Regions from separate parts of the Mus musculus genome. Here region 1 is linked to region 2. A link is a contact called in public HiChIP or PLAC-seq data. All regions are on one chromosome and are shown on one strand. The core of a region is the stretch at or near the end of the contact, and the rest is flanking DNA. Distances in the headings are between cores, read along the strand shown. Region 1 holds the start of Dicer1 (dicer 1, ribonuclease type III). Region 2 overlaps Gm40562 (a long non-coding RNA gene).

What was found. HiChIP or PLAC-seq counts read pairs in DNA pulled down with a chosen protein or histone mark.
Region 1: an H3K4me3 HiChIP or PLAC-seq map of embryonic limb bud shows a contact between it and region 2, with 5 times the contacts expected there. The contact joins the promoter of Dicer1 here to the enhancer-like site in region 2. A contact is called at or near these places in 12 of 39 promoter capture datasets (the 3T3-L1 cell line, 3T3-L1-derived adipocytes, cranial neural crest and 7 more), 1 of 15 datasets of contacts at CTCF or cohesin (embryonic stem cells), 5 of 484 Hi-C or Micro-C datasets (the N1E-115 cell line, embryonic stem cells, nephron progenitors and 1 more), 20 of 115 datasets of contacts at active chromatin or transcription factors (cardiomyocytes, craniofacial prominence, embryonic basal ganglia and 11 more) and 1 of 9 other capture datasets (embryonic stem cells).

Annotation. Positions count from the first base shown.
Region 1 is chr12:104,750,580-104,753,279 of GRCm38.p6, forward strand. It overlaps Dicer1 (dicer 1, ribonuclease type III), which reads right to left and starts at 1,373. Exons shown (of 27, transcript NM_148948.2): 1 at 1,169-1,373.
Region 2 is chr12:104,438,952-104,441,651 of GRCm38.p6, forward strand. Gm40562 (a long non-coding RNA gene) reads left to right here. Exons shown (of 4, transcript XR_872954.2): 4 at 1,066-1,207. Among named protein-coding and RNA genes, the nearest start is that of Gm40562, 6.4 kb to the left of the region's middle. Within about 2 kb of position 1,285, at least 14 of the 459 cell types and tissues checked have an H3K27ac peak or open chromatin away from gene starts, as enhancers often do. A contact at or near this core is called in embryonic limb bud, where this site is marked.

The DNA of each region.
Region 1 (2,700 bases), core at 123-2,622, 310 kb after region 2:
CCCTTGGTGCTGACAGTTCTATAAAATACACTCCAGTCATGATATTGTGCACTGTTTATATTACACACTGCATGTTTCACAGGTAGCCTGAAAAGTGAAACAGATTATTCCAGAACTCAGTCCCCAAAGATATCAAAAAGATATTTCCAAAAACACCCAAACTACTGCTTGCTACAAGCCTCACCCAGTATTCACCTTTCGGTTACATTTCAGGTCCTTGGTTACCATGAAAATTTTTGCCTAGAAAACTTAAAATGTTTATACCAATGAATTTCCAACTCAGCGATCCTACTTTACAACAGGTTTGAAAAACATATCTCAAGTTGCTTAACTCTTGAACTGCATCCTTTCCTACTGACTTACAGTGAGGTTCCTCAGAAAACTAACAATCAAAGATTCAGAAACTCAGGAGCGAACTCCCAAGTAAGTCTCTTTCACCCGATGACGTCTTTCAACACTTGATCACCATAATACTTAGGGCATCATATATCGGTAACTAACCCTTTAATCACAAGTCTACTCATAAAAGCAAGGACTATTACAGATCATAGACTCCCAGTCATCCATTTGGGCAAGTCTTCAGGACACTGGCTCTGTCCTGAAGGCAAAGTCACAAGGGCAGCTCATCTCTGCTAGGCAATCCACACCAATTTGGTGTGCTGGCTGGAGATGCACACAGATTTGGCTGAACGAAAGCCCCTTAAGCAAAGACCCTTCTTCGCAAGGTCCAGACGACCTAAAAGGGGAGGGGCACAAAACATGGCCTGGGCCACCCACCCCCTAGGGCCAGCCTTGGTCACCTGCCAATAAACACACAACAGTCCTTCCCAGGGCTCCAGCCCGCACCTCGCTGAGGCCTTGTCCCCCTCCAGATCCTCGGAGGCATCCAGGGGTCCCGCGCCATTTGGCAGGCCCGGGTCGCTCCCGAGACGCCGGCCCGCGTGGATACCTCCTGTCTTCTCCCGGGCTTCGAACGCGGAACGGGACCTGTCAAAGGCCGCTCCTCCTAAGGCGGGGGTGCGGAGAGGCCCGCGTGGACAGTTCTCTGCCCGGGCTCGGCGTCGCGGCCTGCTCCCGGCGCCCGCGCGGGCCTCGCGCAAGAGGCGGGCCGGGCATCGCCGTCCCCCGGGCCCGGACACAAAGCGGCCCAGCAGGGAGCCCGCCTCACCTGCAGCACTGGGCGCCGCGGGCCTTCCAGAACCATCGGACCCCGCTCCGGCGCGCGCGTCACAGCCCAGGCCTCCCGGTGCCGCCCGGCGCCGCCGCCGCCGCCGCCATTTCCTGCCGCTCGCCGTCGTCTCGTTCCCGCTGTCAGGTTACTCCATTCACCTGGGCCCGGAGCCGCCCGCGCCGCACCGCGCCGCGCCCCGACCCCTCCCGCCCGCGCCTGCGGAGACTGCGCAGCGCCCTGCTCGCCCGCAGCCCGCGCTCGGCCCGCGGCGACGGCGCACAGCGGCTTGGAGAATCCCACCGGCGTCGCGCCGCCGCTCCGCGCCCCCTCGCTCGCTCGCCCCGCGGCCGCATGAAAGCCGTCCTGTGATTGGACGGAGCGCGGAGGTGAAAGGTTAACCCCGGCCCCCCAGCCACTCAGAAGCCGGGAGACAGCAGACTCGGGCCGAGGCCGCGTCGGAGGCCCAATGCGAAGACCGAGCTCTGCAACGCAGTCAGCCAGCCTGCCGGCCGGCCGGAATCCTGAACGCGCCGCTGGGGCTACGCAGTCCCAGCTCCCGGCTCCTTTCCCTTCCTGATGATGGCACACATCGCCCCCATCCGCAAGCCCCGCTGCACCGCTCTTTTGGTCCAAAGAACTGATCTCTTTGGGCAGCCCTCAAAACCAACTTGAATAACCAGAAAATGCCCGCGGCGTGCAAACTTGGTTTTATAAGGCTGAGCTTTCTGCTGCGTCTTCTTGCTGAGATCAGAGGAGTAAAGAGACCGACTTAAAGAAAACCATCTTAGTGTAGGACCCTCCCCCACCTCCGTGTAGGCATCTTGGAAAAAGACTCCGGAATAGACTGGTACTCCAGGTGAGGGATGGACGCTTCTAGCCCCGGGCTTCTCTCAGCCACTGGAAGCGCTTACCTGTCCGTCTGAACTATGTCCAACAGTCCCACGTAGTGGTTGTTACCTCTCCAAATTAAGGCTAATCTTTAATAAGTGCAAGTGATTTGTTTATTTGAATAAATACTAGTGTCATTTGTTTCAATTTTTTTATTACTGTTATTTCGAAAGTAGGTCTCACTATGTAGACCAGGCTGTCCTCAAACTCCGCCTGCCTCTGCCTCTCAATTTTTGGGTTTAAACGTGTGTGCCACGCCGGGCGTGGTGGGGCACGCCTTTAATCCCAACACTTGGGAGGTAGAGGCAGGCGGATTTCTGGGTCCGAGACCAGCTTGGTCTACAGAGTGAATTCCAGGACAGCCAGGGCTATTACACAGAGAAACCCTGTCTCGGGAAAAAAAAAAGATATTTTTTTAAAGACTAACTCCTTGTCCATTAGCAGATGTTTCTGATTTCTTTACCTTTAACTTGGAGGCAATATGGTCCATTTGTTTTGTTTTGTTTTGTTTTGTTTTGTTTTTCGACACAATGTTTCTCTGTATAGCTCTGGCTGTCCTGGAACTTGCTCTGTACACCAAATTGGCCTTGAACTCATAAAGATCCAACTGCCTCTGCCTCCCAAGCACTGGGATTAAAGGC
Region 2 (2,700 bases), core at 35-2,534:
TCGAGTGGGTGGGAAGCACTCAGCCTGGACATCCAATGGGCAAAGCCACCATCTCTCTGCAGCACAGCAAGCCAGGCCCTGTAACCCGCGATGATTGAGAAGACAGCTGCCTGGACTGAATTTGTCTTCACACGAATGACATTTCAAAATGCATATTCTCAGTGTTTTTTTGAGTAAAGAGTCAGAGGCATGGAGCTTGAACTCCGGTCCACATGCTTGCAGGGAAAGCACTTTACCAGCGAGGCCATCTCCCCAGCCCTAGATAAAGAACAATTTAAGATGGCAAATCTGTCTGACTGTACATACTGAAGCACGGTAAATTCATTTTAAATTGCAGAGAGTGCCCGTAACCCACTCCCATGGATTTACCCACTCTGGGGTTACTTTCTTTACATTTCATTGAAGGACACTCAAAGCTACAGAAAAGTCATAGACTAAGTGCACATCGCCTCCCTGAGCCCTTGCATGAAGGTACAGCCCCTCTCTAGATGGAGCCCCAGACTGAGCGCCACAGACCTCCACAGTGACTGTGCCCTTCCCATCGCACAGACTGCTGCCCCCCACCCCACCCCATCCCCATCACCACGGGGAAATGTCACTTGTCCTGGAATCTCATATCTGCCTTGATTCATCCTCCAATTTAGCAGCTGTGAGATCCCACCGCACCACGGCTTGGGTTGCAGCTTCTTCATTGCATTCTAGAATTGTCTCAGAGTGGATGTGGTGGGCTCCCACCCAGCAAGAGACCCTGTCTTGAGGCAATAAGGCAAAGTGATAGGAGAAGGCATCCTGCTCTGGTTCCTGTGTGTGTGCACATGGGTGCACAGCATATACAGTATACTCTCAAATAGATAGATAGATAGATAGATAGATAGATAGATAGAATGTATATTATGTTATATATTATATATTGTTATATATTATATATTTGATGGAATCTTAGCTTTGCACTAGCCTTGTTTAATGTCATGCAGTAGGCATTTAAAAATAAAACAACATTACATTCCTGTCCTACTCATAAAGGCTCTATAAGACCAATGCTGGCTTTTCTTTCCCACTTTATAGATGGAAAAACTGAGGCTTAAAGGAAAGCAGTGAAGCTAAAACTCAATTGTTGGTTCTGCTCATGAAAGAGCCTCGGTGTGAGGAAGGAAATAGCCCAGGATGGAAACAGCACCCAAGGAAGCCTCTCGGGAAGGAGACAGCGAAAGTCTAAGCTGCTCTGAGGCTTGGCTTGAACCAATGAATACCCAGAGCCCGGGATTTTAAAAGGTGCTTTCCCGCTTTGGGCCACTAGGCGGCGACAGAGCAGCGTCCAGAGGCGCCTGCGAGTTGCGCTGGATCAGCCAGCAGCAGCCTGGAGACAAACCAGGCCTGTGAGCAGGATTTTAGGGAAAGACAAGGTAGGAGCAGGCTCTGGCGAAGGATCAGAAACTTTTCAAAGACCGGCTCCCTTGTGCCTCCGAGTCTTGAGCATTCTAAATCACCTGAGCCCCCCGAGTGTCCCTGACCTCATTCGTAGGCCAGGAAAGACAGATGGGAAGAGGAAAGCAGGATCAGACAACAGGAGAAAGGGCGGGTGCTCCCCCCACGCTGCTCCCCTCCACAAACAAAGAGGCATCCAGAAGAAGCCAGATCCCCGGTCTTCCGCCTGCACCTTCCTGCCCAGCCCCTCTGACCAGGGACATTTTCCAGAGTCACTAGAGTCCCCTGTGAGACACAGGAATGAAATGTGCAGCTTGCCTTTCTTAGACGCGTTTATGCTTAGGGTCTCAGGAAGACACTAAAAGGGCTTTGAGACAACAGCCTCGGGATGTCAAGGGCACTTGAGGGACTCGGACAGCACACCTGTGATCCCAGACATGGAGATCAAGTTCAAGGCCAACCTTGCCTGCATAGCGTGCTCCAGGCCACTCTAAGCATGAGACGCTCACAAGTTTTTTCTCTGCCCTCTGCCCTCCACACCTTGAGAATCTTCAACCTCACGTGAGCAGCTGGCTTAAGACCCAATGGCACGGCCACCTTTCTGTAGCTCTGTCTGAGCACCAGACTGGTAATTCCTGAAAACTGGTCACTTAGCATCCCCAGAATCCTCCTGCATGTGCCAAGCGTGGTCTAGCTCTCCAGCTCTGGAGACGCAGAACTTGAGTTTATGGTTGTCTTTTGCTATGTAGTGAGTTCAAGGGCAGTGTGGGCTATGTGTGACCCTTTCCCCAAAACAAGACAAAGAAAAAGGAGTGATAACAACTCATTCTAAATATAAATAAATTCCAGATGAAGCCAATGTTCATGTGTGTATGCTAAAAAGCCTTAAAACGGTTTTTTTTTGGGGGGGGGGTGGCTGGAGAGATGTCTCAGTGGTTAAGAGTACTGGCTGCTCTTCCAGATGTCCTGAGTTCGATTCCCAGCAACCACATGGTGGCTCACAGCCATCTGTAATGCGATCTGATGCCTTCTTCTGGTGTGTCTGAAGATAACTACAGTATACTCATATAAATAAAATAAAATAAAATAAAATAAAGACAAACAAAACCTACAACATGCTTACATATAACTCCAAAATGGCAAAGTCCTCTCTCCAAGGATATATTACTCAAACAGCTAAGAATTGCTAACTTCTCATACATTGTGTGTGCATATGCATTTGTGTGTATCTCATATGTGCATGCCTGTGTGTGGAGGTCAGAGAACAACTTCCAC